Linked DNA regions of Mus musculus: region 1 is linked to region 2. The links are chromatin contacts, called in public HiChIP or PLAC-seq maps. All regions are on one chromosome and are shown on one strand. Each heading gives the region's core, a stretch centred on a gene start, on an enhancer-like site or on the middle of the called end of the contact. The rest is flanking DNA. Distances are from core to core; before and after follow the strand shown.

Region 1 (6,295 bases), core at 1,856-4,355, 60 kb after region 2:
ATAGTCCTTCGTGGCCAAAGGCAGCTTTCAGCCACAGAGAGAATGCGGAGTCAGCCTGGATCTGGAGGTGTGCGGTAGTCCTCAAAGGCCCGCCCCAATAGCTCCCATCTGTCACCTAGGCCCACCTTATAAAGGCAACACAGTCTGCCCAGGTGGGGAGTGCCACCAAGTGCAGACCCCGTGCTAAAACCCCTGAGTCTGTAGGTGACGGTTTACAATCGCTGTTAATGATTGTACTGGAGAGGCAATGAGACTGTCGTCTTGGAGACTGTTGACATGAGTGTCTGTTTCTGCCCGCCCTAGGGAAGCTTCCGGCGGGATCTGCCTGTTCAGATGTGCACATGGCTCTGTGTGCTGTGAACCTGGCCGAGTGTGCGGAGGAGAAAATCCTACCAAGCACACTGATTGAGATCCACCTGACAGCGGCCATGGGGCTCAAGACCCGCTGTGGAGGCAAGCTGGGCTTCTTGGCTGTGAGTACTGTTCAGTTCCTGTATTATTGGCTTACTTTCCCCCGTCCCTGTGGTAAAGTAGCTTTTGGAAAGGGTATGGTCCATCAAGGCAGAGAGGGTGTGGCAGCAGCGACAGGCCATGCCTAATTACACTGCAGTAGCAGTTAGGAATCAGATAAACCAGGAACAGGGGCCAGCCTACACCCCTCATAGTGACCTCTGTATCCCTATATAATTCCCAATTATACCATGGCCAAAAAGTTCCACAGCTCCCCAAATTGGGGACCACCAGCTGGGGACCAAGTATTCAGACACACGAGCCTATGGGTGACATTTTGCAGTCAGGCCATAATGTTTCCCTGAGTGCTTTCCCATCCTGGGCCTAAAAGCAGAATGCACCCTGCCACTTGAAGGATTTGGGGGGGGGGGTCACTTGTTCTTCCACAAAGGCAAAGAGTGATGAAGAAAATGCAGCAAGATGTCCCCCTTGCTGGGCTTTTCAGGCAGAGAGCCTTACGGGGACATTCTGGTGCACTGAAGTAAAAGCCTCAGTTCATAGAAATACACAGCATGTCTGTCTGTCTATCTGTCTCTCCACCCCCCCACCCCCGTGGGATTCATGTGTAACTCATTTTCAGAGTCTTATTACATCTCCTGTCTGTTTATCTACAGACTGTTTTGAGGGAATACCTTGTATTGATTGATCTCGGGACTATAGATCCACAAATAACAAAGAGCAGCGCTCTGCAGAGCTCGCAGGGCAGCTGCGAGGTGGGAAGTTAGGGAGTGCTTCCCTCGTCGCCTGGCACAGGACGGGGCCTGCGCTGGTTGTTCACAGCTGGCTAATTCCCAACCCTCACTATCGCTGGTTCACAACATCTGCTGACCTCGGGCTTTCTCTTACTCCAGCAGAGAGAGCCACATTTCCCTCAGTGCCCCACTTTGCATAGATAACTGAACACACTGGAATATTTTATCTCTGCCTGTCACCACTTGGTAATGGAGGTGATACTCTGAGAACAGACGGAGAACATGTGTGTGGTAACGCTGATCTTTTGCCACAAGTGTATCATGGTAGTCTACGTGACAGGGCGTAAGGAAACTAACTCTCCCCTCCGCTTTTATAAATAAATGAGACATGCATCGGTTGACTTATCCAGCATATTTTATTTTACTCCTGTTCTGGACCAGGCACTCCGGAGCAGATAGTAGAGAAAAATGTGTTAACTGGCAGGACACCCAGGCGGGTTCAGGCTTGCAGAAAGACATGTGGGTAAGCTCAAAGACAGGACCATTGTGTCACCCCAAAGCCCCACTTAGCTTCATTAGGCGCCATCATTGCTGAGATGCAGCTGCCTTACAGAAGAGCTCTCAGCCTGACTTCAGCACACGGGCTGAGGTTCAGGGAGATGGCTCCACTGAGGTGGCTCTAAAAGCTGGTGACTGGGGCACACCTTGTTGAATTTGGGAGGTTGCAGCAGGAAGATCCCTTGTGCCTAGAAGTAAGTCCAAAGCTAATCTGGGCAACATGGCAGACCTTATCACAAAGCAGGAAGGAAAGAAAATCACCCTTGCCTGCAGCTCCCCCCGAAGGCGTTGTGTGCCTCATCTATACTCAGCAGTTTCATATGTAGTTCCCTGGCAGTCCTCCAGCACATAGGACAGATGCCTCATCCACTCCAGGTGGCTGCTTAGACCTTAAACCTTGGTTTTCCCTTCAGTTTTTTAACCTAGCGAGAGATCTTGGGCATCTTGTTTTGCAGAGGTGGCTGGCACTCACGTGAGGCTGTTAGGAGCACTTCCTGTATTTGCTACAAACCACTGCAGAAAGGAAATGTTTTTAATTGTCACCCACCGCTGTGAACACACCCTCATTCTAAGTGTCTAGTGATGGCTCTGCTGGGGCAAAGGGGTAAACACCTGAGACTTTAGCAGGGTTGCCCAGTGTGCACTGCCAGTAAGGTGGCAAACAGTGGCGGGCATCTGTTGTGCCTGCCCCTTTCTGTCCACTCCCTTTTGGAGCAGCTGGGTTAAGAGTTGCAGACAAGGGGCTGGAGAGATGGCTCAGCAGTTACGAACCCTGTCTGCTCTCCCAGAGATCCTGAGTTCAATTCCCAGCACCCACATGGTGACTCACAACCATCTGTAATGGGGCCTGACGCCCTCTTCTGGCCTGTGGATGTATATGCAGCAGAGCACTCATACATTTAAATAAAAATTGAAAAAGAAAAAAAAGAGTTGCAGACAGGCCAGGGAGGCAGGTGGGTCTCTGAATTCAAGGCCAGCCTGATCTATAGAGCGAGCTTCAGGATAGCCAGTACTACACAGAGAAACCTTGGGGGGAGGGGGGCGTGTGGGGGGAAAGGAAAGGAAAAAAAAAAGAGGCAAAGAGCTGGCGTTTTGGTTCTGTTTGTTTAGTTGTTAGTGGTTCCAGTAACCTACGAAGTATTTATGTCTTAATTAGTTTAGTAGCTTGTGGAGCGATCAGACATGCAGTTTGAAAGAGGAGACAATGCTTTTATTTTTTTAGGCCTTTGAGGCAGATTTTTAAGATTTACTTTTGTTTGTGTGTCTGGGTGCTCTGTCGGCATAGATGCTGCACCACATACAAGCCTGTGAGCCTCCTTTTGCATCCTCTGAAAGAGCATCACCCAGTGCTTTTGACTGCTGAGTCATCTCCAGCCCTTGGCCTTAGCTTTTTGGTTTGGTCTGGTTTGGTTTGATCTGGTTTGGTCTGGTTTTCACACAGCATCTCTCTAGCTAGCCTTGATGGTCCTTGAATTCACTACCTACATCAGGCTCACCTCAAACTCACAGAGACCCACCCACCTGCCTCTGCTTCCCAAGTGCTGGGATTAAAGGGGTGGGCCACCACACTCACCTTGCCTCCACCTCTTAAGTGTAGCTGTCATAGACATGTACCACCATGGCTTAGACTCAAACTGGACACAGCACCCCATTCCCTGTTTCACGCTGGTTTCCACATGCTAATTGCTTTTTAGAACAAGACAAAACAGTCAAAAAAAATAGCTTCCTAAAACTTATTAGCTTTACACAAAATACAATGTTATTTAAAGGAAGGTAATGTAGTCTGGCTTTTGCATCTCGAAGCACCTCGGTCTGTTGTGTTTCATCTGTCTACATGATGTCCGGTATCCATGCTTAGAGCAGGAATTGCAGGTACCACTTGGCTCCCGTGAGCGTTCCCTGTGCCACTTAGGGTTCGTGGCACACAGTCGCCAGCTGTAACGGAGGGCTGGAGCCAGTCCAGGCACACTGGGCAGCTCTCGAGAGCTAAGCAGTCCTGGGCAGCTGCCTCGCCTCTCATGCCAGGCAGTTAGCAGATGAGCTACAGGAGAGGCTCCTGTAGCTCAGAGAGGTCTGGTGTCTCCAAAATTTAGAGGGAAAGTATTTTTTTCTTTAAACTGGGAGTATTATAATTGGAGTATAAAGCCAAGAAAATTAAAAGAGCAATAAAAATTATTCTCAGTTTCCTATACAGAAGCCTTTATAGTTGTGCTGCCTGTCTTGGATTTATGTTTCTTATTAGTTCAAACCATTAAGGGGAGACTTCATGTCAGCTAATGCTTCTTAAAGTTTAGACTCCAGGGACTCTTGACACCCTCTTCTGGGCTCTGTGGGTACTGCATTCATGGTGCACAAACACACAGAATGTTTTAATTTAATGTCAGACCAGGCATGGAGGCCATGCTTTTAATCCCAGGATTCAGGAGGCAGGAGCAGTTGGATCTCTGAGTTCAAGGACAGCTAGAGCTACAAAATGAGATGCTGTCTCCAAGGGGTTTTTTGTTGTTGCTCTTGTTGTTGTTGTTCTTAATGTCTAGACCATGATTTCAATGTTTGAAATAAAAGAGCTCAGGTTAAAAATATATTTTAACCTAATAATTTCCTAAATGGCTTCAGTGGGTTCTTGCCATAGGACCTGAAAGGCTTCCTTTGTACCTCTCTGTATCACCCTTGGATCCCTACAGAGGCCAGCACTCCTTATTTTTCCTTGGAACAGTCACCATATTTCCTTGCTAACCAGGCCTATGACCTGGAGAGGGTTGGACTCAATTATTAGAAGATTCTGGGTACACGAAGCCCTGGAATTACACATGTATACACACACACACACACACACACACACACACACACACACAGCCTGTGTTGTCCCACCGCCGAGGAGCTCGGTGAGCACTTTGAAGGTCATAGCAGGTCACAGGTTCTTAGGTATTGGGTATCACAGTACCCTGTTCCCAAGGCTGGGTGGTAAATAGGAGACTGTCACTGTTTCTGTGAATCTAAGTGAAATGCTGTCCTGGTCCTATAGGCTGCCATGACACTGCCAGTGAGTGTGTCTATAGGCCAGTCAGCTTTCTCCCGTCAGGCGGCTGTCCCCGTGGTCCCCTTCAGAGCCTCCCCAGCGCATCCTCGAGTGGCTGTGCTATTTCTGACTCTGGCATTCAAGTTTTCTGAAACTGTTACATTAGCTGATTGCTGCTTAAAGTCTATTAAAGGTCAGAACCATCAGCCTCCCAGACCCCGAGATAGATGCCCTCATTAGAGGCAGTGCCTACGCTGGAGAAGGAAGTTCCCAGACCAGCAGCCCCTGTGGCGGACTCCTGGGGCTCCAGCTATGTGTCTTCCTTCCCGTCCACCTCTGCTCGGCCCCCTGTTCCGATTGAGTAGGTTTATAGATCAGAAATCGTGAGCTATAGAGTGGAGATATTATCACTCAAAAAAGACGGAATTGGGGCCAGGGTTGGGGAGAAAAGAATTTCTAATAACCAACAGACAGCGATGTTCTTGCGTTTGTCTTACACTGGGGCCCCAGAAACAGTGTTGTCCTGGCTATGCACTGGTGGTTTCATTTCCAGACACTTTTAACATCCCTTTGGTTTGGTTTGGTTTGGTTTGGTTTGGTTTGGTTTGGTTTTGAGACAAGGTTTGAGACAACTATGTAGCTGAGCCTGTCTTGGAACCCACTCTGTAGACCAAGCTGATCTGGTAGGGATCCACCTGCCCTGCCTCCTGAGTACTGGGATTAAAGAAAGGTATATGCCCAGTATATACTGGTATATATACTGGTATATATTAAAGAAAGGTATATACCCAGTGTCCTTTTTTAGAGAACTAGAGAGATCTCTCGACAGACGTTGGTAGAGTAATGAAGGGATGAAGAGGGGTGTGTGTGTGTGTGTGTGTGTGTGTGTGTGTGCGTGCGTGTGTGTTTTCAGCTATAAAGGAAAACAAAATTATGAAATTTGAAAAAATAGTGGATGGATCTGGAAATTAAAGTCAAGCAGCCTCAGAAAGATGAATCCTACTTTCGTTCACATCCTGGTTGTGTGTGGGAGGGGGCAGAGGGCAAGTCGTGGAGGTGGAAGGACAGGGCTTGTGCACACTAGAGCACGTGACTTGAAAACAAAAAGGGGGACATGCCCTTAATCTCACCACTCTGGAGGCCTATAGAGCAAGTTCTAGGCCATCCAAGGGTACAGAGAGAAATCGTGGGGGGAGGGGGGCACTGGGAGTGAACAGGTATAGGGTGGGGGAGGGAGGAGAAATGGAGGAGAATCAACACAAACAGATTTTGTTTGGAAATGCTACGATGAAACCTAATCCTTTTCACGTGAATTTAAAAAGAGGCTGGAGAGCGAGCTGCTGTAAGAGTAGTTGCTGTTCTTGGAGGACCGAATCTGGTCCCCAGCTCCCAAACCCAGTGGCTCACACCACCTGTAACTCCCGGTGACGCTGCTAGCATTCCTCCCAGGCTCCACCCCGCAGGTAGGCCTGGCTTGCTCTGAAAGGGACTGACTAGTCTCTCTGAGCCCTCTCTC
Region 2 (6,161 bases), core at 2,724-5,223:
TGGATGCTGGAGAGAATTCCTTCCTCAGACCTGAGATACTGAGACTTATGACCTTGGTAAGTGCAGAAAGGATAGGTCTGTGGCTGGAAGATAAATCAGCAGGGTGTTGCTGAGGTGGTCCAAAGCATGACGGTATTTCAGGTGACCCTCATTTTCAAAGAGCAGAGGGGTTGTGTGACCCTCACCCCCTACAGGAGACCTGCCCAGGGATTTCCTGTGAATAGCTGCATCTATCCTTAGGACACATTTTCTCTTCTTTCTGTCATGAAACAATGACCAGGGACTGTGGTAATGTGACAGACAGGTCTAGGTGCTGAGGATGCTGATGAACCCCATGCTTTGCCTCCTAAGGTCCCTTACTCTAGAAGGACAGGTAAACGAAGAGTTAAATGTGATGTCTTGAATGATAGAGTATTTGGCACATAATAATTCTTGTTGGATACGGAACACAAGAACAGGCTCATGGGTGACATTAAAGCTCACCCACTATTAAATCAGAGGTTGGTGTGAAGTGTAGGGACCGCTCCGTCTTGAGGCTTGAAGGGTTAATAGGCAGAAGGAGACAGTGTTACAGAGGTAAAGGGAGAGTAGTAGAGCCAAGAGCACACAGAGGAGTTACAAGGACCACACACAGTTCATCTCGGCCATGAGTTTGCAGAGCAAGGCTGGGGGAGGAGGGAGCCTGACGCGGTCCCTAAGGCCAGCTCTCTCATGAGCTCAGTCTACATTATCTGCCCTTTTCTCCTGTGAGACAACCTCACCCACTCTCACCGGTGCAGAGCTTAAAAGCAAGACTCTGGGCTTTAGAATAGTGTTTCCATCTCACTGCTGGCTACAGCAGTCCACAGGAAATGGTGTCTCCTCTAATTGTGGGCTTTTGGGGCTTTTATTTCCGTGCTAGTTTGTGCAGTACCGGAGCAGCTGTGTCCTCTCACGTGAAGAGGTGGGTCTTATTTTGCAAGGTGCAGCTTTGGTTGACCTGTCAGCTCTCTCAAACGATACACTCCAGGCCCTGCATGGCTTCCTCCTGCAGGTGAGTGGAAAGAGGGTACTGTGTAGCTAGCTGTATGAGGCCAGGCCCTCAGGACCATCTTCTCTGCAGAAGGTGGAAGCTCTGGCCACTGAAGCCACTGGGAAATCAAAAGAATATGGGAGGTGAGGGACAGTTAGAAAGGGCATAACTTTCCTGTCCCTTCTTCTTCAGGTCCAGAGCATGGGTCTCCTAAATGACCAACACATGACCCAGACCTTGCAATCATCTTTGGAAGGCCTTTGCTCCCGCACCTTCCCAGCCCAGCCACTCTTTCAAGACATGCTGTATCCTTTCTTGCCCTGGGGCCTTTGGCCTGGGCAACATCACCAAAGCCACAGAGATATGTAGCAGTATTGTCTTAGTCAGGTTTCTATTCCTGCACAAACATCATGACCAAGAAGCAAGTTGGGGAGGAAAGGGTTTATTCAGCTTCCATACTGCTGTTCACCACCAAAGGAAGTCAGGACAGGAACTCAAGCAGGTCAGGAAGCAGGAGCTGATGCAGAGGCCATGGAGGGATGTTACTTACTGGCTTGCTCAGCTTGCTCTCTTATAGAACCCATCTTATAGAAGATTGCCGGCCCAGGAATGGCAGGCACCACCCAAAATGGGCCCTCCCCCCTTGATCACTTCTCAGCCTTATTGCTGGATCTCATGGAGGCATTTCCTCACCTGAAGCTCCTTTCTCTGTGATAACTCCAGGTGTATCAAGTTGACACAAAAAATCAGCCAGTACTCAGCCCAAGTAAGGAGCAGTAGTGGTTGGTAAGTCCCTAAAAAGGCCTAGGTTGAGACCAGTCATGACAGCACATGTCTGTATATCCCAGCACTTAGGAAGCTGAGAATATTATAGTGCTGGTGTGTGTGTGTGTGTGTGTGTAGGAGAACTTCCTTTTTTTTTCAATCCTAGTTTATTTATTTATTTATTATTTATTATATGTAAGTATACTGTAGCTGTCTTCAGACACCCCAGAAGAGGGTGTCAGATCTCATTATGGATGGTTGTGAGCCACCATGTGGCTGTGGGATTTGAACTCAGGACCTCTGGAAGAGCTGTCAGTGCTCTTAACCACTGAGCCATCTCTCCAGCCCAAGAACTTCCTTTTTAAAAAGATTTTATTATTTTTATGTACATGAGTACACTGTAGCTGTATTGATGGTTGTGAGCCATCATGTGGTGGCTGGGAATGAAGGTTGCCCACTCTGGTGGGCCTGGCTTGCTCCAGCCTCAAGATTTATTTATTATCTAAGTACACTGTAGCTGTCTTCAGATGCACCAGAAGAGGGCATCAGATCTCATTACGAATGGTTGTGAGCCACCATGTGGTTGTGGGATTTGAACTCAGGACTTTTGGAAGAGCAGTCAGTGCTCTTAACTGCTGAGCCATCTCTCCGGCCCCAGAGGAGAACTTCTTAGCCCTACTGGCTACTCCCCTGGCTATCTTCTCTTTTCATGGAACAGTTCTCTGTTATATGCCAACTGCTGGTCCCAGTTTTGGAGTCCGTGCCACCAATATTAGAAGTATTCATACTCTTCTCTGACCATTGCTACCCTTCTGGGGTTCTGTGATATCCCTCCCCTCCCCCTTCAGCTCTGTTTCTCTTTTATTCTCCTCTCATGATTCACGCCAGCTGCCTCGGAGGTGTGTCTGTTTCCCAGGCTCACATCAGAGGCTGAGCCTCAGGACATAAAGGCCCAGAAACAGAAAACAATGAGACCTGCAGACAAATTCCGGGCATAATGGTTGAGGGGGAAAACAATATCAAGCCTCTCTCTGGAGCTATTTTACACCACAGTGGAAATGGAATTGGGAAATAAAATAATGCATTAACATTCCTGTGTGCACTTTCACTCTGAGCTCATCTTCCTGGAACTTGTTCCTCAGCTACACAGCTGGACACTGGCTTGTTTCCGCAAATGATGGAGACAGACTGGAGAGTGAGAGCATTTAAGGAGCATGTGCACCAGGCAGTAGTGGCACACGCCTTTAATCCCAGAACTTGGGAGGCAGAGGCAGGCGGATTTCTGAGTTCAAGGCCAGCCTGGTCTACAGAGTGAGTTCCAGGACAGCCAGGGCTATACAGAGAAACCCTGTCTCAGAAAACCAAGGGTTGGGGCCTGAGCATGTGCAAAGTGCTTCATAGTTGTACATAGAGAACATGAAGAACCCCTGAGCTGGGAAGGCCCCAACATCAAGGGCCCCAAGCCTTGTGGTTGGACTTTGGAGAAGCACTTCACCTCAAGTGGACATGGGAAGAGGTACAAATCTCAGGGGGGAATAAAATCAAACCCACTTCAGCCTCTCTGGCTCAAGCCTTTTCTATACTCACGTGGGCAATGGTCATTTAACGTCTACCATCGCCGGCTACTGGCAGAAAACTCTGCCCGCACCTGTTTGTATATCAGCCCAGCCTGGGCTTTGCGTCCTAACTGGCCACTCCGCCGGTCTTCCCCGGATCTAGCTGTCCTGACACCCTCAATCCCTACCCCGGAGCAAAACAGAATGTCTACGAACAGAGGAAGAACTCTGGTTTAGAAATCAGTGAACTGGATGGACAAGTCGGGGTTGCCCGTGCTCCGCACTACCATAGGTTATGCTGGTTCCTTAAAAAGTTCTTTGGATCTTGCGAGCTGAGGTTTAAAATAGACTCAGATGAGACATCAGGCACTACGCTAAAAGCGCCGGGCAGCAAGGGTTTCGGGCCGCGGTTTGCTGACGCGCTTTCAGCAGGGTAAGGGCCCCATCGTAGCTTAACTTCCTCCAACTCCACCAGAACCGAGATCATCAGCGTGCCGGGCGACGGCTTCTCCCAGGACCACGCCGTGGCTGACAGCTGCAGCGACACGCGCCAGAGCACAGCGGGGCGGGGCCGGAAGTGAGGTCAGCGGAGCGCGGCGTTCGCGGCCCGGTCTCATTGGTCAGGAGCAGCGCAGTAGGTGGGCCGGCCGCTTGTCGGTCTCCTAGCACTGCTGGCCGGTTGCTGTAGAGTTCCGCGCCTTGCCAGAGTTGGGTGCTTCCGGCTGCTCGCCAAGGGGCTGCTCCCTTCTCCCTGCACCGCCGGCCGGGGTAGGTAGTGGTGGGGGTGCCGGACTGTACTGTAGGCTTCTTGGGAGGGGAGTGCGGAGCCCCCCGCACTGCGTACGGGTTCGGGACTCGGACACCTAGAAAGGCTCGCTTGCCCCTCCGAAGCTCCAAGGCGCGGAACCAAAACCCCCGCCCGGCCACTACCACAGGCTCTACAAGACGAGTTCGGAGTCGCTTGCCGAGTCTGAAAGAGCGCTGGGGACGCTTGGGACAGAAGCGAGATTTAGAGGCCGAAGAGTAGAGTATCAGTCATGAAAACCAGACCTGTCCCCCGCGGTCCGCTACTTTGCTTTCCCACGTTTGTCCTGCTTGAGTTATCCTAGGTTGTCTGGTAAATTTGTTTCCCTAAGTTTTGCTGTGGCCTGGTTCAAGTTCGCTTGGGTTCTGGAACATGAGACGGAAGGTGGACGGTCCTGGATAATCTTTGTTCTGTAGATTTCTGCTGTCCCGGCTCCGTGGGGGCAGGGGTTCTCCTAAGGATCTCTCCCAGAGCATCTCAAATTCTGGGTGGGGGTGTGGCCAGCTTTGATATGAGATGCCCTGTGCTTATTTAGAGACAAGACACAGTGCACTGAACTGAGAGTAAGACTCCTGGCTCAGCCTAGGAACAGCTGTAAGACTCTGAATAGTAACTTTTTTTTTTTTGTCCCCCAGTTTCCACATTAGTAAAACAGGGTATCTTTCATCTGAGTATGAGGCCTCTGTTGACTGTCATTTTCCACCCTAGTCTATCCATTTTGGAATTTTAGACAAGGCCTAGATTACTCTCAAACTTAAGGACATTCTCCAGCCTCAACCTCCCAAGTGGTGGGATTAAAGTTATGAGCCACTACTCCCAGCCCCCACATATTAATGTTTCACTTGACCAAATTCTTCTTATCCTTAAAAAAAAAAAAAAAAACAGAGCCAACTGTGTGTGTGTGTGTGTGTGTGTTCCATGTACACCTCAGTATGTGTATGCAGAGGACAGAGATCAATACCAGGTATCTTTAATTGTTCTCTTCCCTATTCGTTGAGACAGGACCTTTTACTGAACCTGGAGCTCCTAGATTCAGCTGGACTAGCTGGCCAGCAAGCTCCAGGAATAGTTGAGTCCCCAACTCCTCAGATCTAGGAGCACAAGCATGCGTTGCACCCAGCTTACTCATGATACTGGGGATCAGACTCGGGCCCTGGTTCGAACTTCACCAACCGAATCCTTTTATGCTTGTATGTTGGTTGATTGTCTCGTACCCATTCAAGCGATAAGGTACAAGTTCAGGGAGTTTGGTTTGCCATACTTCCTGGGTATGTGTTCTCAGCTCTAGAACTGCGTGGAACATTGCTTGAGCAGTAATGGTTGGGCTGTTGTTGGAATTAGGGACAGATGCTGCACATGTAGTTCCCGGGTGAATGGGTACAGTCTCCAAGTCTTCCCTGCTTCCCTTCTCATGCTGTGTCCCTTCTTTCTGATGTCAGAAGAAGTTGGAGGAGGAGGGAAGCCATACAAGCCTTACATACCTTCTCACTGCCTGAGACTCCTTGGCTGATACCCTCTTAGAAGGCTAGGACAGGGATTTGAAAAGAACCTTAATGCCCAGTCAGCCCCGTTCTCCAGACATAGTACATTGTTCAGACCTGTCGCTCTGCATCAGGAAGGGGACCTCCTATGCCCGATTTTATAGGAAGCTATATTAAGCTATAAGACCTTCCCTGGCTTAGAGAACTGGAGTGCTTGCCCAGGAACAAGGCAGATGTAGTCAGGACTCTAACCTAGAGCTTTAGCCTCAGTCCCTATCCAGTGTTGTAAGACTGGCTAAAGTGTCTCTTCCTTTCTTCTGCAATCCTATAAGCCTGTCTAGTGTGCCTGCTAGTCATTAGTCCTGGCTAGATCTTCAGGGCTCCCTAGAGCTGGATGCTTGGTATTTGGAGGCTGGGCCATGTCTGGGGAGGTATGTTTTCCCTGAACTCACCCCCTGCCCCTATCTTTGGGTTATTCCTCTAGCTCCAGAATCTCAGATATGGACCTTCTTCAGTTCCTGGCAGCCTTCTCTGTCCTCCTG

The links. HiChIP or PLAC-seq counts read pairs in DNA pulled down with a chosen protein or histone mark.
Region 1: a contact with region 2 is called in an H3K27ac HiChIP or PLAC-seq map of embryonic stem cells, with 10 read pairs. The contact joins the enhancer-like site here to the promoter of Ccdc134 in region 2. A contact is called at or near these places in 5 of 39 promoter capture datasets (cranial neural crest, embryonic stem cells, second pharyngeal arch cranial neural crest and 2 more), 5 of 15 datasets of contacts at CTCF or cohesin (CD8 T cells, the G1E-ER4 cell line, the NIH/3T3 cell line and 2 more), 73 of 484 Hi-C or Micro-C datasets (the 63-12 cell line, the AML12 cell line, B cells and 45 more), 14 of 115 datasets of contacts at active chromatin or transcription factors (CD8 T cells, the HPC-7 cell line, the NIH/3T3 cell line and 7 more) and 4 of 9 other capture datasets (adipose tissue, embryonic stem cells, liver and 1 more).

Annotation. Positions count from the first base shown.
Region 1 is chr15:82,184,961-82,191,255 of GRCm38.p6, forward strand. Srebf2 (sterol regulatory element binding factor 2) reads left to right here. Exons shown (of 19, transcript NM_033218.1): 11 at 304-473. Among named protein-coding and RNA genes, the nearest start is that of Mir33, 10 kb to the right of the region's middle. Within about 2 kb of position 3,106, at least 43 of the 459 cell types and tissues checked have an H3K27ac peak or open chromatin away from gene starts, as enhancers often do. A contact at or near this core is called in CD8 T cells, CD8 central memory T cells, the HPC-7 cell line and 8 more, where this site is marked.
Region 2 is chr15:82,123,949-82,130,109 of GRCm38.p6, forward strand. Ccdc134 (coiled-coil domain containing 134) reads left to right here and starts at 3,974. Exons shown (of 7, transcript NM_172428.2): 1 at 3,974-4,101; 2 at 6,104-6,161. The coding sequence starts at 6,120. It overlaps Mei1 (meiotic double-stranded break formation protein 1), which reads left to right. Exons shown (of 31, transcript NM_028897.3): 28 at 1-56; 29 at 902-1,033; 30 at 1,205-1,317; 31 at 2,666-2,866. The coding sequence ends at 2,711.